Linked DNA regions of Mus musculus: all the other regions are linked to region 4. The links are chromatin contacts, called in public Hi-C, HiCAR-type and promoter capture Hi-C maps. All regions are on one chromosome and are shown on one strand. The core of a region is the stretch at or near the end of the contact, and the rest is flanking DNA. Distances in the headings are between cores, read along the strand shown. Region 1 holds the start of Plch1 (phospholipase C, eta 1). Region 2 holds the start of Gmps (guanine monophosphate synthetase). Region 3 holds the start of Rsrc1 (arginine/serine-rich coiled-coil 1). Region 4 holds the start of Ssr3 (signal sequence receptor, gamma). Region 5 holds the start of E130311K13Rik (RIKEN cDNA E130311K13 gene).

The links. Promoter capture Hi-C pulls out the DNA fragments that hold promoters and counts their contacts. Hi-C and Micro-C count contacts between places; a contact is called where the count stands out from the background. HiCAR-type assays count read pairs that join an accessible place to other places.
Region 1: a HiCAR-type map of astrocytes shows a contact between it and region 4, with 2.9 times the contacts expected there. The contact joins the promoter of Plch1 here to the promoter of Ssr3 in region 4. A contact is called at or near these places in 1 of 39 promoter capture datasets (hippocampal neurons) and 2 of 115 datasets of contacts at active chromatin or transcription factors (astrocytes and stem cell-derived neural progenitor cells).
Region 2: a promoter capture Hi-C map of pre-B cells shows a contact between it and region 4. The contact joins the promoter of Gmps here to the promoter of Ssr3 in region 4. A contact is called at or near these places in 11 of 39 promoter capture datasets (the C10 cell line, cranial neural crest, embryonic stem cells and 6 more), 1 of 15 datasets of contacts at CTCF or cohesin (large pre-B cells), 7 of 484 Hi-C or Micro-C datasets (CD4 T cells, CD8 T cells, the G1E-ER4 cell line and 4 more), 8 of 115 datasets of contacts at active chromatin or transcription factors (astrocytes, bone marrow-derived dendritic cells, embryonic stem cells and 4 more) and 3 of 9 other capture datasets (adipose tissue, embryonic stem cells and macrophages).
Region 3: a Hi-C map of CD4 T cells shows a contact between it and region 4, with 8 times the contacts expected there. The contact joins the promoter of Rsrc1 here to the promoter of Ssr3 in region 4. A contact is called at or near these places in 1 of 39 promoter capture datasets (pre-B cells) and 1 of 484 Hi-C or Micro-C datasets (CD4 T cells).
Region 5: a HiCAR-type map of astrocytes shows a contact between it and region 4, with 4 times the contacts expected there. The contact joins the promoter of E130311K13Rik here to the promoter of Ssr3 in region 4. A contact is called at or near these places in 7 of 39 promoter capture datasets (the C10 cell line, the HPC-7 cell line, cranial neural crest and 3 more) and 1 of 115 datasets of contacts at active chromatin or transcription factors (astrocytes).

What each region holds. Positions count from the first base shown.
Region 1 is chr3:63,897,280-63,901,074 of GRCm38.p6, forward strand. It overlaps Plch1 (phospholipase C, eta 1), which reads right to left and starts at 2,183. Exons shown (of 24, transcript NM_001370984.1): 1 at 1,948-2,183.
Region 2 is chr3:63,974,324-63,977,894 of GRCm38.p6, forward strand. It overlaps Gmps (guanine monophosphate synthetase), which reads left to right and starts at 1,820. Exons shown (of 16, transcript NM_001033300.2): 1 at 1,820-1,987. The coding sequence starts at 1,961.
Region 3 is chr3:66,984,220-66,988,077 of GRCm38.p6, forward strand. Rsrc1 (arginine/serine-rich coiled-coil 1) reads left to right here and starts at 1,443. Exons shown (of 10, transcript NM_025822.4): 1 at 1,443-1,587.
Region 4 is chr3:65,390,049-65,394,055 of GRCm38.p6, forward strand. It overlaps Ssr3 (signal sequence receptor, gamma), which reads right to left and starts at 2,505. Exons shown (of 5, transcript NM_026155.3): 1 at 2,357-2,505; 2 at 1,277-1,403. The coding sequence starts at 2,489. It also overlaps the pseudogene Gm5540.
Region 5 is chr3:63,927,738-63,931,505 of GRCm38.p6, forward strand. E130311K13Rik (RIKEN cDNA E130311K13 gene) reads right to left here and starts at 1,735. Exons shown (of 5, transcript NM_177856.5): 1 at 1,520-1,735. The coding sequence starts at 1,633.

The DNA.
Region 1 (3,795 bases), core at 933-3,432, 1.5 Mb before region 4:
AACAGAAGCAAGGATAATTCGTTTTATTACAAGCCACTATAAATCTCACTCTGCCTCCCAACCTCCCCTCCCTTTGTCTCCTTCCCAGCCTTCCTCCAGGCACTCCCAATCTCATTATTCCATGATCTGCTAAAACCACAGTTTACCTCCTGGAACCAGTAGAACACACATCACTGAGAATTAGGGAATTGGAGACAGTTACAAGCCACCAAACAGGGTCATAAAGGACTTGAACCTGAAAATAAAGTTTTTCTAATTTTCAAGAGAAAAAAGTTTGTTTGTTTTGTTGTTTTTTAACATTATAGCTACACAAGTTGCACAAGGTTGACACTGATGGGAAAAAGGATGGGTGAGAAAACTTAACTTGGATGTTATTTACAGACTATGTGAAAAATAGTATGTTGGTGTCTTTGACTACAGCTTGCTGTTGGCACTAGAGGAAATCATCTTTAACTTCCTGGTACAAATAAACACTCGTCTTACTGGAATGCATAGTGTTCAAAACCAGGATGCAGAATCCTTAAGCTACTTCACTCAAGTTATTTTAAGCCCTACTTGGTCCCAAGAAAAGCAACTCCATTTTAAACTTTTATTAACAGTGATCTGAATTCTAATCAGTTTATTTACATAGCAAGTAGCTCTCGATCGCGCTGCGAAATAGGGATGCAGTCTAAGAAAACATAGTAACAACAAGTTATAGCACCCACTAGAAACCGCTGGAGATTTGTACTCTTACCAAATGCTCCCCTGGGTGCAAACAAATGAAACTTAAAAGACGGGAAGAGGTTTTTCAAGACACAATTTTAAGTCGTCAACAGACGGCTTAAGAAAGACTAGTCTGCAATAATGCGTCTTAAAACATTCATTTTCTGAACAAGATCATAATGCCAGCAGTAAGCAACCCACATCTTAAAAAGCAACGTCTCTGTTGACAGAGAGAACCTTTGCTTCCCTTCACCGGCATTTAACACACTAGTTCATTTGGAGAGCATCAGGTTCTGTACGTTATAAACAGGTTGTATGCAGAGTACACAGGAGCTACGATGTCGTCTGCACACTGTGGAAACCCAAGCTTAATACAATTGTTTAAAAAAGCCGCACCAGGAAATAAAGTCTTATTCATATCTTCCTTTTCACAGGATAAAAGGAGGTAACTTGAATGCTCCAATGAGCAGTTTCTCAGCATTATTTTTCTACCATGATCAAAATGATGACAGAAGAGAGAAAAAAGTTATATATTTTTTATTTCATACCTCTGGCTATCACTTCAATGCTAAACTCTTAAAAAACAAAAATGAGATCGTAAGTTGATTCCAAGCTACAAACAAACAAACAAACAAAAAGTCTAGAGAAAGACTTGGGCTCCACAGTGAAGCAAAGCAAAACAGCTCTGCTCTTCAAGTGGCGTCTCCGACCCGGTACTGTTGCCATGGTATCCCGCGCAGGCGCAGAGAACACCTTCACAGCCCGGGCGTCGCTTCGGTAACCCATGATTTGTCGCTAGGAAAGGGCAGTTGGAGTAAATCCTTCTCGCACCTAATGCCCGGAGCTTTTTGAACAGTAAGACTCGCACCGGCAACTAAGGGCGCGCTTCTGGGACCGCAGAACTGCTTTCCAGGCGGCCAGAGCCAGGGGAGGTCTTGTGGGATCATTCCGCCGCGATGCGGGACCCTCCCGGTGGCTGGACCTCTGCCACCAACCAGGGCAGGGAAGGTCTTGCTCAGGCACAAAAGCCCACGCGCTCCATTAGGAGCTCACGAGCTACTGTGGTCCAGTTCCTGGGCCGAGGCACCCTGGCACACACCACAACCCGGTGCTCGCGGCTGAGATTGCCCAGAAAGAATTCGAGCACCTGCTCGCGCAACGCTGGAGAGGCAGTCCGGTGCTCCTCTTCCTGCTCCCGGCCCTCTCCCTGTCCCCCACCCCCACCCCCTCCAAAGCACTGACCTGCTCAGCTCTGAGTATCCCGCTGATGAAGGATCCTCGGAGTTTTTGTAACCGGCTCAACCTCCCAAATGCTGGAGTGATCTGCTAGTGTCCCGGTGTGACTCCAACCCCAATTCCTCCAAAACAGCCCCCCAGCCCAAGATGGGCACCACTACACACCAGCCAACAGAACCAACAGAGGAGCTCCAAGTAAAGACCAGCGCTGCCGCCACAACCTGCTTTCTCATTCAAATCCTCATGCTCACATTGGAGCACCCTCCCTCTTAACCCTCAGCTCAGGGCAAATCCGGAACTGGAGCGCGCGCGAGTGGACTGGAGCGCCATCGAGGAACAGGAGCCAAGAACTGGACGTGGACCCCTTATGAAGATGCTACTGCTAGGCATAGGCCAGAACCCCTGGGAATAAAGATCTTCTTCTGTCCTCCCTCGCAGCAAATTTCAAAGAATTCCAAGACCAGGGACACCTCTGATAGATTTTCAGTTTAGGTGGCTAGCGGGTTAAAGACGCTGCTGGAACAAAGTTGGAGAGTTCAGGGGAAGCGAACTGTGCAATGTTCTTACAAGAGTTTGAACCGCTTCAAAAATAAAACACCAAACGACTAATCCTTTCTTTCCTCCCCCTTCCCCCTCCCCCCTTCTCCCTTTCCAATAAATATAGCATCTGTTATTTTCAACTATCCATTTTGAGTAAAATCAAATTGAGGAACAGGGAGTGCAGGTTATAGGATGCTTTGTTATCCCTCAGTCTCTTCCAAATATCACTCGTTGGCATTAATTAACAAGCCAGTTAATTGTCAGTTCACCCGCTAGCGGGCTGGAAAAGCTAATGTGCTGTTAAAGAGCACACAGGCGGCAGCGGAACGTTTGCACCCAGCAAGTGTTCAAAAGCTGAGTAAAGATGAGATCTGAGCGCACTAACAGTAGAAAGGGAATAGCGTGCTGCGGAGTGATCCGGCTTCAAGATTCCAGGACTTGGCTTTTATCAGTCTTGATTCAACCTGTCCTATTGTTAGTTCAAAGCCTAACTGGGAGGAACTGAGGACAAGACCCTCCGTGTACCATTCAAAGTAAAACTTCCCTCCAGTAAGAAAGTCAGGAGCTCTGGCATGGCAACATGGAATTAGCAGGGGTTGTCTGGGCCTGGTGACAACATAAACAAAAGTCTTTTTTTCTTCCATGAGTGAATTTGTTCAGGAAGTAATAAAGGAGAGTCTGAGGCTGGAGAGATCACTAGTCCTCTTTGACTGACAGTGGGGGAGTGGGAGGAGGGATGCTCAGTGACCTCTCAGCACAAGATATAGTATTTCACCTTTTCATCCGTCTTAGCCTAGCCGATACCATAGAAACAACCCATTTGTATTATTCAGTTCAACAGAGGCAATTACAATGTGACGGCAAAGCATCATGGGCAAAAAGAAACTTTATCCTGAAAGCTATCCTGGACGCTTGGAAAAAAAAGAAAGAAAAAAGCAACCAGACTAGTTACAGACTACAAGGAAGAATTCAATTTAGAAAAGGAATTGCAAGGTCTTTTGGCTTCATAAGGAAAAATATTTAATTTCCTAATTTTTCTTTCTTCCTTTGTCCTCTCCCCCTTTTTTTCTTTACCCAGATCGCAAACACCTAATTTACAGGAAATTAAGTAGGGTTGAGGTTGTAAATGTGAAGTATGCTTTGAGAACCTGAAATCGCCAGCACCAAATAGATAGATAGATAGATAGATAGATAGATAGATAGATAGGTAGATAATACAGAAGAAAGGAAAAAAAGACAAGCATTGTTTGCCTCGAAATTGCTTTTCTTTGTGTAGAAAAAGGCCTGTTTAGAGTTTCTCTTTGGTGGTAATCA
Region 2 (3,571 bases), core at 570-3,069, 1.4 Mb before region 4:
GCCAGTTATTTTGTGGAATGTGTCTTTAATTGATGTTCCTTTCTTTTATGAATTTTAGGCAGAACTACAGTAACATTCTCCTCATTTTATTTAGACCATCAAGTGAGACATGACACTGACCTACTGTACTATTTGTGATATTCATATTGATCACTCAAGAAAGGCTGACTTGAGGCACTTCTAAAGTTGCTAAATTTTGTAAGATGTGGTAGCATATACACTTGGGAGGCTCATGCAGTTGGATCATGTCTAGTTCATAGCTATCAAGGGTTAACAGTGAAACTCTACTCAAAAACAAGCAAAGACAGAAAAATTTGCTATTTTACATTGCATAAGTAATAATGTGGGAAGATACTCTGTGACAGTATAAATAAAACTTGCTTCTTATCTTCCACTCTTTAATTTTAGCATCTACTAATATTTCATGTCCTAATTTACTATTGTTATGATAGCTGAAAATGATTCTTTAACATTTCCAGCTTTTATTACTTGATAGTTTATCATAAATCCTATCTGTGTCCTTTATCATCCACAGCAGTTCTCCTTTCCTGTCTTTTTCTATGTGTCCTAGGCTGGCCTCCAACTCACAGGGATGCACTAGCAAGTGTTAGGACACCAATGACACCTGGCTTCTTCCTTCACATCAGCCATTCTTTTTTGCTGTTGCTTGCAAAAGTTCTTATTTCATTGTGTGTGTGTTGGGGGGGGGGGGGTTATGTGTACATGTGTTTATAGGCACTGAGGCCATGGGAGGATGTTGGGTTTTCTTTTTTCCTTTCCTTTCCTTTCCTTTCCTTTCCTTTCCCTTTCCCTTTCCCTTTCCCTTTTCCCTTTTCCCTTTTCCCTTTTCCCTTTTCCCTTTCTTTCTTTCTTTCTTTCTTTCTTTTCTTCTTCTTCTTTTTTTTTTTTTTTTTTTTTTTTTGAGACAGGGTTTCTCTGTATAGCCCTGGCTGTTCTGGCACCAGAGTGAGAGAGAGAGAGAGAGAGATCAAGAGCCTCTGAACATTTTTCTTTTAATTACTTTCTTTCCTTATTTTTAAAAATCTGAGCCGGGCGTGGTGGCGCACGCCTTTAATCCCAGCACTCGGGAGGCAGAGGCAGGCGGATTTCTGAGTTCGAGGCCAGCCTGGTCTACAAAGTGAGTTCTAGGACAGCCAGGGCTATACAGAGAAACCCTGTCTTGAAAAACCAAAAAAAAAAAAAAAAGAAAAAAAAATCTGGCCTGGAACTAAGATGTGCCTGCCTCAGCCTCCAGATTGCTGGGATCAAAGGTGGTGACTGGCTACCATACATTCTTACAAAAGAAAAAAGAAACAGACAAACAAAAACTAAACAGGCAATCAAATAAATATAATTTCTTCAACAAGGTAGGCTCTCTGAGGAATCTACAGCTTATTGTTAAAAAACAGAGGTGATGGCACACACCTTTAATTTTAGCACTTAGGAGTCAGAGGCAGCTGGATGTAACTTTGAGGCTAGCCTGGTCTGCTGAGTGACCTTATTTAGAAAAACAACAAAACCAAAATAAAACAAAAAAAAACCAGAAAAATTGAGCCACTATTTGTGACACGGTGAATCCATTACTTAAATGTATCTTGCAGTTTATAAAAACTTGAAGTTTGAGGTGGTATGTAGCCACTACTTAATTATTGTCAGCTATCACATCCAGTTCTATTGCCCAGACTGGGGGCATGGCTGATGCTTTCCTTTCTGGTAGGTTTGGTGTTATCTTCCCGGGGTGACGACGAGGGCGGGGCTTGCATGGTCCCGCCTCTAAGAGGCGGGGCCGGTTAGAGGAGGTCGGGCGGAAGCTGGAGGCAGGGCCTGCGCGCGCTTCTGTGTTCTGAGGCCGCTGTTAGGTTCCGGGCTGCTCTTGTTCTTCACGCTTCTGCCGGTCCCGGTGTTGAGCCTCTGGCGTCCAGGCCTTGCCAGCAGTCTGCACCCGCGGCGTTGGTCCCCGATGGCCCTGTGCAACGGAGATTCCAAGGTCAGTCTGTGATTGGCGTCTCTGCCGCCCTCCGGCAGCGTGAGCGAGACCTGGGGGTCCGTCCGTCTCCCTCGGCCGGGTCAGTGGCGCTCTACATGTGTCAGCCCGGCCTGCGGCGCGGCTTTATTGCATCCGAGGCGCTTTGTTGGCTTTGCTAGTGAAGCATCGAGTTCCAGCGGAGAGGCGACCTGGCTGTGGGCCGCGATTCTTGGGGACTTCGGGGCCCTTCAACCGCAGGGCAGGGTCGGGGCCTCGCCTGCGGCGGTCCGGCCAGGCGGGCCTGTATTCTTTCCAGCCTAGTGCAGGCCTTTCTGACTCTATTGACCACAGCTTCTGTTCCTGGGCCCAGGTGTGCTTCTCACCCTCTTCTCCCGCCATCCTCGGAGGGGTAGAGTTAAAGGTTCTGCTCCTGCGCACTCTGTCTCGTGTATTACGTGCTAGTTTTCGGGGACATTTTCCCGCCTTTGGGGCCTTTTCTTGGGAGCCAGGTTCTCCACGGGTGCTGGAAAAAGTTAACTGCGTTAGCCAAGACGCGAGAGCGTTGGGCCGTTGATGCCCGTTTGTGGCTTCCAACTCCCAGCCTTAGACATCGTTCTTAATTGCCTGGTCTGAATTGGTCCCCTTTCCCTTCCGACCTAATCGTCTTTGACCTGGAGAGCTTTCTGACCTTCACAAAGTCAGTTTTGTCATCGAGAAACTGCGGTGTTGGAATATAATTTACTTTAGCAAGGTGTACATCACGCTTGTGCATGCTTGTGACCTAGCTTTAGCAATCTGGTTAAATTTCTCTTCGGGTGTATGAAACTCCAAACTTTTGGATAGCTGTTCTAGAGCCAGGAATAATTTCTGCCCTTGCAAACATGGAGCTTAAGTGTCACAAACTCGCGAATGGCTGCTTAATATGTAGGAATCATTCAAAAACCTGTGTTGAACAAATGAATAAACATTATTAGGTAGCTCCTATATTTTCAAACCTAGGCACCTGTCATGGTCTGAAGAATAAGTCTCACCTTACAGTTTTGTACATTTGTCTTTAATTTTTAATCTTACAACTCACTGGAACTCATCTTTATGGTGGATGAGTTCGCTGCGGTTTTATAGAACCTACTGCGATCTAGAAGAATATTTTCACAAAATTATTTCAGTATTTTTTCAACATTTTTTAATTATTATTTTGCTTTTTTTTTTCCGATACAGGGTTTCTTTGTGTAGCCCTGGCTGTCCTGGAACTCACTCTGTAGACCAGGCTGACCCCGAACTCAGAAAACCGCCTGCCACTGCCTCCCAAGTGCTGGGATTAAAGGCGTGTGCCACCACTGCCCGGCTCAATATTTTCTTAAGATGATATTTTTGATCATTGTGATTTATTTGAGTTTAAGGTGAATAGCTAAATTTTATGTCAAGGTCATGTGGTAGAGTGGCCAACTCACAGCTGTCTGTAATTCCAGCTCAGATGATCCAACATCCTCACTTGGTCCCTGTAGACACTGCATGCAAATGGTGCAGACAAACATATAGGCACAACACTGTTATAAGGAATTTAAAAATAAAATGCAAAAAAACTTAATAAAAGTAATAAAGTAA
Region 3 (3,858 bases), core at 193-2,692, 1.6 Mb after region 4:
TCTTCTGTACTAGAAGGATGACCACTTTAAAGGTAACCAGAGAAAGATCAGGCATGACTATCCTGTAATTTGAACCAATAGATTTCTCTATTATTTCATCTTCTTGACTCATTCTAACTATAGGGGTGGTAGATGAAGCAATGATAAATCTCCAGTGTCTGACTCCCATTTGTGTAAAGGAAGTTTAATTTAAAATTTTTATTAGCATATAATTGTATGGTTTTCTTTATGAACTTTTCACATATGGAAACATACACCTCTTCTGTTAGCCTCTTATATCCCCCCCCCCATTCCCTTCCTCGCCATCCCCAATAGTCCCTCTTTTAGGAAGTTTCAGTTTTAAGAAATTAAAAGTTTGGAAATTGTATTAATAAAAGCTATGAAGTATGATGTTTCACCAAACAGCAAATATTTTCCTGAGAAAAGACATTTCAAAGCCTTTATTTTATTTTATTTTATTTTATTTTACTTTGTCAAAGTTTTGAAAGGAACATTGACTTTAAAACTCAGGAGACAGCCTATGGACAGATACAAAAATAATCAGGACCCCCCCCCCCCAAGAGTTCCCCCAGTTTTTGAATTATTTAAAACAAACATGTAGTGTTGTGGTTTTGTTTTAAAAGAGTCCCTCAAAACTGGCTAGTTAAGGTCCAGTTACTTTCCAGGAATAAACCTATACTGGAAGTGAGTTCCATCTCAAATCTCTGTGGAAATCTGAACCTTAGTATCTAGCTAACAGTAGGCCTGAATCCAAGTTAATATTTTATATATCTCCTCATTTTTGTTTCCTTATACTAAATCATGAAAGAAAAGTCATACAAGGAAAATATTGTATATTACAGAAAATGCCACGTTTCTTTAATTTCGGTAATAGAAGCTTCTTTCTTTCTTTCTTTCTTTCTTTCTTTCTTTCTTATAAATCTACCCATTTACTTTCTCTTCTAGAGGAACCTTCTCCTATCGGGCAGATTTCTTCCTCCTATCTAACAGTTTCTTTAATAGGAGAAACTAATTGCTTCCAATCCGTGAATGCCTTCACCTTCATGGCAGGAAAAAAAAAAAAAACCCACCGATTTTAATGTATTTTTTTGCAAATAAATCATTACAGTTTAATCACACACGACTCTATGCAGACACACTCCCATGATTTATTATTGTTGGGCGAATTTCCACCTCGCTCAACAGGAACTAACCAATTTTGCTCTACGCGGATGTCTTAAACATAACTTCTTACGATGTAGATGTTTGCTGATTATCTGTGACGATAACGGCGAATACTAAGGCAGTAACATCCCATAGTACCACCTTTATTGCTTTTGGAGAATAAGAAAATCCAATTATGCAAACACGCAAAACAAACATTAAACAAAAAATTGGCGGCATGACAATCCACTCGCTCGGCATTCCTAATGGTCCAGCAGCCTGCATCGACGCACTCGACAGCTCGGCTGAAGCTGCCTGGTGCTGGAACCAGGAAGGCGCTGAGCTTAAATTGAAGCAAGTTCTGAGGACGCCGGTGGCGCCGTGGTTAGAAGAGGGGGTTCCAGGTCCCCACGTCGGGAGGTGCGAACCCGAAGGTCGAGCCAGGTGATGCCGGCGTCCAGAGCTTGGGGGCGGCGCCCGCGAAGGAGGCGTAGCGAGGCCCAGCTCTGCGGGAGGCGGCGTGGGGCCTGGCGCAGTCTGTGGCCAGGAGCTCGCCGAGGGTTGGGCCTGGGCCCGCGGCGTGCGGTTTGTAGCCGTGCGCATGCGCCCCGCACCTTGCAGGGTCCCAGCCTGCTGGCTCTGGGCGAGGGGGTCGCCGGAGTGGTCGCGGGTGGCGAGCGGCCGCAGGCCCCAGGCTTGGCCTACAGTGTGGAGTTGATGTGGAGAGGTAGCCCCCAGTCCGCGGGTCCCGCGGGTCCTCGATCGCCGTTCCTCGGATTCCCAGTTGTCCTTCCTTTTTAGCCAGGTTCACTCTCACCTCCTCCAGGTAGTCGGAGCGAGGGGGAGGCTGTGGCTAAGTGTGCACGGAATCCCCACCCCTTCTCCTGTCTATCGGATGCTTGTTGGCTGGAGAGAGAATACATGGTTAGACAGACCCTTCCTGTCTTGACATATACACACATCACTTTAAACAGTCTGTGAATTTACCTTCTAGACTTTTGGTCATGTGACCAGATAGTTAACTCCTGAACTCATTCACCTTTCTCAGGAGTTACAATGGATGTTGTCTGCCCTCGATTTTAGGTTATTATTAATGTAATTTCTGAGTTGTATTTAAAATGTTTATTGAGGGGGGGGGGAAAGCTCTAGATTTGCCAGCAGCCCAGTTTTGTCCCTACTAAGTACTAGGTTGTTAAATAAATTCACACATCATGTGCTGGCATATGAAGGTATTCGAGTTGTCATCTTTGAACTTAGATGTAAAAGCTCCCAGTGAAGTAGCTACGTAGAGTTTTCAGGTTTTAAGGAGTGGAGCAGATGTGACAGGTACAACCATGTGGGGAAAGCAGCTCTCCTTTGAGAGCTTCTCCAGTCTTAGAGTTTATGAATATTCACTTTCTTTGCAGACAAAGGAGATTTCTTGCTAAGTGGTAGCACTTTATGACTGTATGTTCAATAAGAAGGCTAAAAATGTCTGAAGCTGAAAAAGACAAAGGCAGCTGGCACTTGTCTGTTAATTGGCCTCGATGACCCAGTCTCTACATATTCAGCGTGGAGAGTTGTGATGTGAATTGGTTGTCATAGGGTTGTTGTAGTGCATTTACAGATAACTTTCTTCTGGTTTCACTCCCAGAATATGGGAAGGAAGTCCTGTGATTTGTTAGTTTAAAAAGAGACACTAAATAATCTACAGAACGTTGTTGCAACAGTAGTTTTTTTTCTAATTGAAAATAATGTTATTTGTATACGATACATTCTGTTTTTTGTTCTTTGTTTTTCCAGACAGGGTTTCTCTGTATAGCCCTGGCTGTCCTGGACTCACTCTGTAGACCAGGCTGGCCTCGAACTCAGAAATCCTCCTGCCTCTGCCTCCCGAGTGCTGGGATCAAAGGCGTGTGCCACCACGCCCGGCTGTATACAATATATTCTGATGATGGTTTTCCCTCATCTCCCAAACTAACAAATAAAGAAAAAGGAAACTAAGAAAGCATGAGAAATGTGTACACACACACAAACCATAATATACAAGCAAAAGATCGGTATGGTTTACAAAAATGACCAAACAAAGCAATATGAGAAAAAAAAAAAAAAGTTTCCAAAAAGATCTCTGTGTTTGTTTTATGTTGGCCATCTACTGCAGGAGATGGAGCCTGCCCTTAAGTGTGGTTTGTGTACCCTTGGGAACTAATTGTTCCTTTTCCAGCAATTGTTGATTGGAGATGACTTCTTGTTGGGGATGGGAGCGCTTCTGGAGCACTCCAACCTCGATGCTGGTATCCTTTCTGGTTTGGACCTGTGTGGGCCCTGTACATGTGTCATAGCGTCTGAGTTCATCATATGTCAGTCTTAACAGTGGTGTTTTGACAGAATTCTTTTTCTTTTGAATTTTGCCTTGTTATATCTGAATTTTTGCCTCTGTTCTTACAATTCCTTTGGATGGTTCTCTGTTTCTGGATTCCATAGTATGTTAAATAGTGTTCACCCTAGTTTTACTTTTTGTTTTGTTTTGTTTTGTTTTTTCCAGTGTCTCTGGCAGCCCAAGGGTGATCTTGAACTTGCTGTGTAGCCTGATGAGATTGTAGGCATGTGCCACCACACTCGGCCATTTTACTTTTCTACCTTTTATTGAGGAGGGGGCATGTACCCAGGATCAAAGATTCTGTTTTCATTATTTAATGAAACACTATGCTGAAGTACTTATAAACTGCCATGTCC
Region 4 (4,007 bases), core at 1,255-3,754:
TCCAGCCCCTCACGAGCATGTGTGATTTTTTATCCCATAAAATATAAACAATGCAAGGAAAAGTATCATCAAATAGCTTTAAGCAATGTGTGTCAGAGTACACTCTAAATTTTGTTTCAAGAGACCAGATGCAGACTGCTATATCAATCTAAACAAAACTAGTTTCTAGTCAAGTGTGGATACTGTGAGAAATTTTAAAACAGTAAATAGATGACAAATTTAAGATCGGAATACCTACTGCCTTTAAAAAATTACTTTAGAAGCTCAAGAGAAGGCTCAATAGTTAAGAGTACACATTGCTCTTGCAGAAGAGCTGAGTTCAGTTCCCAGCACCTCTATCAGGTGGCTCAGAACTATGTGCAATTCCAGTTCCAGAAATCTATCACTATCTTCTGGCCCCTCAGGCAAGAGACACACCAAACCACAGACACAAACACACAAGCGCAGTTCAAAAGTAAAAGAGTTAATTATTTTTAAAAAAAATAATAATACTTCAAAGAAAAACCTAAAAGGCCCTATTGAACAAATAAGGGAATAGCCTGCTACACCCTCCTGTTTTATTTTTAGGAAAGCAGAGTACACAAGTGCTTAAAACATAAAAATTTACTGAGGTAAAACTTAGGTTTTCCAGGCTGGAGATATGGCTTAGTGGTTAAAGAACACTAACTGCTCTTCTAGAGGTCCTGAGTTCCATTCCCAGCCACCAAATGGTGGCTCATAGAATATATGTAATGGGATCCAATGCTATCTTCTAGTGTGTCTGAAAACAGCTATAGTATACTCATATAAAAATTTTTTAAAAAGAAAGAACTTTGTGTAAAAAAAAAAAAAAACTTGGGTTTTCTTCTCCTAAAGCTAGTAAAATAATTCGTCTTATACGTGATCTTGAAATTCAAGAAATAGGGTTGTCTTCTACAGTGAATAGACTTACAAGATTAAAAAAAAAAAAAAAAAAAGTAACTGGCATTGAAAATGTCAGAGAATTTTTAATTTTTTGCTTCCAAAATTAGTAAATGGGCAGCCTAAAATAATTTCTAGAAAGAAATCCACTGAGTTTCGGAAACATTCATTGATTTAATAGACTTGTTTTTCTGACCAAACCATCAATTGAAGACTGGGAATGAATATTCAAACTCCACCCTCAAAACCTATTTCCACAGAAGTGTCATATGGTTCACGATTAACTACATACACATTTCAAACTAATGCTTATAAATCATGTTTAAGACCCCCTAACATAAAATATGCAGACTGGGGTTGGGTTTAGGGTACTTACTTGTGCTTCAGAACAAATTTTACATTCTTGTACGCGAAGGCTACTAAGTAAGTGCTTACTAAGGTCATCACACTGTAGAGCACAGCAGACTGGATGAGATCCATATGCCATATTCTCCAATACAACCCTGAGATAAGACAAAAGCAAGGGACACACAACATCACTGCCCCATTGCACATGCCAGACTACAGCTAAGCCAGGTAAATGAGAGTCAGTAAATCCCACCCAGTATCCGAAAAACTTCACTAGAGGTGAGATAGACAATAAACTGGGTTTGTCCCAGTTCAGGGCTTTCCCAGTACAGAAAGGTAGGCTGTGGGGATATTGCTAGTCTAGAAATTTCATCTTCTAACTTGAGAACAAACTGGGAGTGGGGATTACAAATAATAACAATTTCACTCATGGAATACTAGGAAGTTAAAACACGGGCCATTTTAAATCAACCGCTGTCCCAAAACTTTGGTTAACTTGCTGACGTGGCTGCTCACTGAAATCCAAACAATGCTTTGTCGGGCCAGTGAACCCAGGGGGCTCCACACCACATTCACTGCAAGCTGAGCTTTTTACAAGGCCAAAATAACAAAGAACTTTTTTTGGACATGATTGGCCTGCAGCACTGCGGCAGTGCGGGTCAGGAGACAGGAAACTCGGAAAACCTGGACTTGGAGACAGTTTTGGCCTTCAAGTGGGCAGTTTCTCATTCAATCGAGAAGGCTCGAGCTGCTCTCTAGGAGTTATTGAAATCCTAAACAAGGCTGATCGCGGACCTCGGGCAAGGCCTAACTTGGCATTCTGCACGTCCAAAGGATGCTCGGGAGTAAGGGGAGGTTTGCCACGGGTCACGCTGCTAATTCAGTGAAGGTTTATCAGTGGCTCCCCCGCCCGGTTCATTAAAGACATCCTAGTGTCCAACAGTGGTGAGGAGAAGGGCAGTGTACCAAAAAGAGATTCCGGGCCAGAACCCGCGCCCGGCTCAGAAGCACGCCGCGAGTGACTTCCCGAGGACGCTGCTCCGGACACTAGGCCTCCCCGCCGCGCCCGCCACGTCCCCGCCGCCACCGCCGCCCGCCCGAAGCTCACAGATGGGGATGGCAGACACGATGAACGCGTTCCCGAAGAACAGCGCCGACGATTTGGCCGACAGGTTGCGGCTGAAATCCTGAAGGAGCAGGTCCTCCTCGGACTGCTGCTTGGAGCCGCCTTTGGGAGCCATGGCCGAGCTGAAGACTGGAGGCCGGGAGCAGGGAGGCAGGGAAGGTTCAGAAGGCCGCGTATCCGCCCGCGACCCGTCAGCGCAACGCGGAGGCGGGACTCCGCAGGGTACGCTGCTTCGGGATTGGCCATCTTGCCGTCGTTTCACAAGCGTCGAGGTACGATTGGGCATGCGAACAAGACTTCCGCATCCTTCAGGGTACGTGGCGCCTCAATGCCACAAAGAATGAAGGGATTTGTAGTTTAGTGTGTAGTTTAGAGCTGCTCTCTAACTCGCCTGCCTCAGTCTCCAGAGACAGGCTTGGATAATCGAAATGAGCAACCATACAAGCAGTACTGTTTTAACTAACTAACCAGCTAGCTAACGAACTAACTAACGTTATTGGTATTTCATTCCACATGTGCACTTTATATTTCTTTTTAAATTTATTACATTGATTGAACAATTGGCTCATTGGTTGATTGATGATTAGTTGATTGATTGATTGGTTGGAGGGCCGTGCCACAACGTTGTCAGAACACAACTTGAGGAAGTTAGTTGTCTACTTTTACTTTCTGGGTCCCAGAGATTGAACCAAATTGTCACGTTTGTGTCTTTACCCTCTGAGCCATCTGCATGGTTTAATTTATTATTATTATTATTATTATTATTATTATTATTATTATTACTATTACATCATTTTAATCAACAAAGCCTCTTAGCCTCTAAAAGACTCTCTCATTACAGTCTTTAGAATTGGAAAATAAAAAAACTCTTGTGGAGTTTTACTCCTGGCCCAGACCCGCGGCGGAAGCGAGCCATGGCTGTCTATCACGGGATGCTGCGCTTCGGGAGGCTGTGTATCGCGAGCCTGGGGGCGCGGGGCCCCCGGACGCTGCTCACTCGCCCTCGGCCGAACTCGAAGTTGCAGAGTGTCCGCGCTCTCAGTTCTGGAATGGTGAACTGCACCAACCCCTTGCCCATTGGAGGCCTCAGCTACATTCAGGGCCACACCGACTCCCATCTTGTGAACACAACTGTGGGCGAGTGCCTTGACGCCACAGCGCAGAGGTTCCCCGACAGAGAGGCTTTGGTTATCCTCCATGAAAACATCAGGCTGAACTTTGCGCAGCTCAAGGAGGAGGTGGACAAAGCTGCTTCTGGTCTTCTGAGCATTGGCCTCCGCAAGGGTGACCGGCTGGGCATGCAGGGACCCAACTCCTATGCCTGGGTACTTATTCAGCTGGCTACTGCCCAGGCAGGCATCATCCTGGTGTCTGTGAACCCAGCCTACCAGTCCTCAGAACTGGAATATGTCCTCAGAAAGGTAGGCTGCAAAGGTATTGTGTTTCCCAAACAATTCAAGACCCAGCAGTACTACGACATCCTGAAGCAGGTCTGTCCTGAGCTGGAAAAGGCTCAGCCAGGGGCCTTGAAGAGTGAGAGACTCCCAGACCTGACTACAGTCATCTCCGTGGATGCCCCTCTGCCGGGGACCCTGCTCCTGGATAACATCGTGGCAGCCGGTGGCAAGGAACA
Region 5 (3,768 bases), core at 485-2,984, 1.5 Mb before region 4:
TTTCTTGAATGCACCCATGGCCTAGCATTTCTAGCCTTACACCCATGGTGAATTTTGTACTTGGTAGAAAACCTTACAAATACAAAATAGCTGGTGTTTGTGTAAATGGTTGAACTTTAATATTAGTATAGTAAGTAACAATGTATGCATTTATTTGGCAAGGATTACTACTAAATGGCAGATACCAGACTGCTCTAACGTGGCGCTACAATAGCATGTCAGCAGGCCTGGCCTTGGACCTCATGCTCTCTTGCTGCAAAGCTTTTGCAAAGTTCAGCTTCCTCCAATTCTCAGCAGGATTCTTAAAAGCTGTTCCGGGCAGGGCATGGTGCTGCACACCTTTAATCCTAGCACTCGGGAGGCAGAGGCAGGCAGATTTCTGAGTTCGAGGCCAGCCTGGTCTACAAAGTGAGTCAGGACAGCCAGGGCTATACAGAGAAACTCTGTCTCAAAACAAACAAACAAAAAAGTTGTTGTTCCTTCCAAATACGTTGTCCTGGCTTTTGGCTACTCATTTTCCTAATCATCTGTCTCCCTGTTTGCCTCAGATTTTGCTTCTGCTACCTTCCCTCCCCAGAGAATCCCCTAGGCCTCATTTCTAGACCGTTTTCTGTACCTTTCTGACGTTGTTTCAAGATGTCTGTCAAGACTAGGGCTTTACCCACTCCACCAGGTTTATGCAGCTCACTCTCACTCAGCTTTACGTCCAGTTCTGATTTCCCATTGAACACTGTTGCCTCAAGCCTACAACTGTACTTTAAAGTCTAATGGGCTGTCTTCAAGATCAGTCTCCAAATTTTAATGTCCAAGGGCTCTACAGCTTTTCCCAGTAAATCATTTACTACGACTGCTCCATGACAGGAACCACCACCACCACAGGGACTTTAGCAGTCCTTTATCTGGTAGTAGACTGGCTGTCTAAGTGTCTCTTCTATGATTGAATTTCAGTGTCTTCTCTTGTTTCACTTAAAAAGAAAACACGAGAGGCAGGCGGATTTCTTTCTGAGTTCGAGACCAGACTGGTCTACAAAGTGAGTTCCAGGACAGCCAGGGCTATACAGAGAAACCCTGTCTCAAAAAACCAAAAAAACAAACAAACAAACAAAAAAAAAAAAAAACCAAAAAAAAAAAAAAAACAACCCCAAAACCCAAAACCAAAACAACTGGGGATACAGTTCAGTGGTAAGCACTACAATGCTTACCAAAGTTCGAACCCCAGCCCTGGAAAAACCCATCCTGGCTCTGCTCTGTTAAGGCCTCTCGGGCTTCTCTGCTCTTCCTGGGTATCCAGCCCGCCATACTGAATGAGGAGCTACTCTTGGGCCAGCCCTGTGGTGTCCCCAGCCCTGCGCCAGCCTCCAGGCCTGACCACCGCCGCCGCCAGGAGGGCAAATGAGGCGATGTCGCCTCCCTGGCCATTTCCCCTGTGGCCCGGCTGTCTTTCCGCCCCTGCGGGTCCTCTTCCAGGCCTGCCGCGATCACTCCGCTCAGGCTAGCCCACCCCGCCGGGCTGTGGCACCTGGACAAGGCGCAGATGGTTGTCTGCCCATTGCGACACCCGTGTCACCACGTTGGCCTCCCCTCGGTCGCGGTCCGGCGCCTGCGACCCGAGGCTCGCGGGCGGCCGCGCCATGTTCCGGCGTCCAGCAAGCCTTGCGGGCGCCCCCTGGTGGGCGGTAGGGGTCGCTGCGCTGCACGGCTCCGGGGTCCCCGCCCATTCTGGGCGTTTGCACTCTTGTCTCTGCGTGTCCTTGGTGGTACCAAGCCAGCCAGGACAGCAGAACAACACAAAAATGCCGTGAAAAGATAAGACATCTGTGTAAATATGCACAGTCTCTTATTCTTGCTACTTTTTCTATAAGCTTGTATTTTTATTATTTTGTTGTTTTTTACATTTTTGAGACAGGTTTCTCTGTGTAGCCCTGGCTATCCTGTAACTAGCTCCGCAGACCAGGCTAGTTCTAACTCAGAAATCCACTTGCCATATTTTATGGTGCTGGAGAGCACACCCAGAAACACATATGGCATCAACCTTTGTTTCTTTAGAAACAGGGTTTATGTTTCTAAAGGCTGGCCTCAGCGTCCTAATCTTTAGCTTCCCCCATACAGAGGCTTCTGCTGTGTTTCCGTGTGCCTGGCTTTCTAAATATTTTTAATGCCAAGAATAATAAAGGAAAGAGAGATGGAGATATACTTATTTGTTAAGCTGAAATGTGCATTGTGTAATAAATTTAACTTTGGCCCAAAGAGAGATCTGGCCTTTCCCATTGTGCCTGGCAATTCTAAAATATCTTACCTGATAAAATTATGTTTTACTCTGAGGCTTTTGAGCCTGTAAGAAAATCTAACAACCCACTTGTGGTGGTCCTCAGCTTGACCTCCAGAGGGGCTAACGACCGACCTGTTGGTGCATGGTAAAAACTCTGCACACAGGTGCTGGGAAGCATCACTGGCTGCATTGTTCCATGCTTTCTCACACCTGGTTGCTGAAAGGAATCAGTGTTGCTCAGGACTCCACAAGTGAACATGTTTTTAAAACCAAATACCCCACCTGAGGGTGCCCTTTGTCGCTCCCAAACTCTACAGTTAGTACTAGAAGCATTAGACGTCTTGGGACTATTGTTTAACTCTGTTTGGTTCATTATATTTAAAATGTTACAGGAGAACTTTCCTAACACTTGAGGCCCTGGGCTAGATCTCTATCTAGCATTGCAAAAATATAAAACAAAAAATGAAAATTCAAAAAAAAAACTTACCTTACAGAAATCAAATATATAACAGTGTGAATTAGTGTTTCCACACCCCATAGTTTTATGACTGACAGTAGCATATCACACTCACTTGTGAGGCCTTTGTTATTACTTGCTTATATGATGTGCACACACAGGTACCTATGTCAAAAGCACCAGAGAGGAAAAGAAGACATTACTCCTCTATCTCTATAGCTTTGTAAATGGACAATAGGAAAATAGTCCCTTAAAGATGTGAAGTATCTAGTTGTACTTTCATATCTACAGGACTAAGTCATCATGGGTATATCCCTCTTGAGTTCCAAGAACTGCTTGGAAAAGTTAGAAAACCAAGCTGACTAATCTCATCTCAAAACTACTGCAGTGAGCTCCGATCTTAGCTTTAATTTCCTGCGGAACCCCTGTAGTCTGTCTGTATCCCAGGCCTCGTCTTTTCAGCACTTTGTGCTAGCCTCACTCCTCTCCTCCCTTGGTCGATCTTTCTCAGGACCTCTCGCTGCCTTTGCAGGCTTCTCCCACCACTCACCCATACTTACCCTTTCCTTTACTTTCAATTTACTGACATCAAAACGCAGAATCTGATTTTTAAAAATACTTGTAAAATTTTAAACCACAGTCTCTGTGTGGACGTGTGCAGACACATGTGGAGGCCAGAGATTCCACCGGAGCTGCAGAAGCCACCTGATAGGGGATGTGGTTGAGGATTCTGCTGAAGCTACAGGTAGCCAACTGATATGGGTCCTAGGAACTGATTTCAGGCACTCTACAAGTGAAGCGTGTGTTTTTTAACCACTTCACTTCCCCCAGTTTTGCTCTCTTCCTTATTGGGGTGTGGAAATTGCCACACAAACTATACATACACTGATTTTAGTTAAGTAAAAGGAATTTATTGAACATGTACCATACATAATATTGGATCACAAGAAGGAAAAAACTAATTGTGGCACTAGTCTGTCCTCAGAGCAGGTTTTTTTTAATGCATTTTTATTAGATATTTTCTTTACTTACATTTTAAATG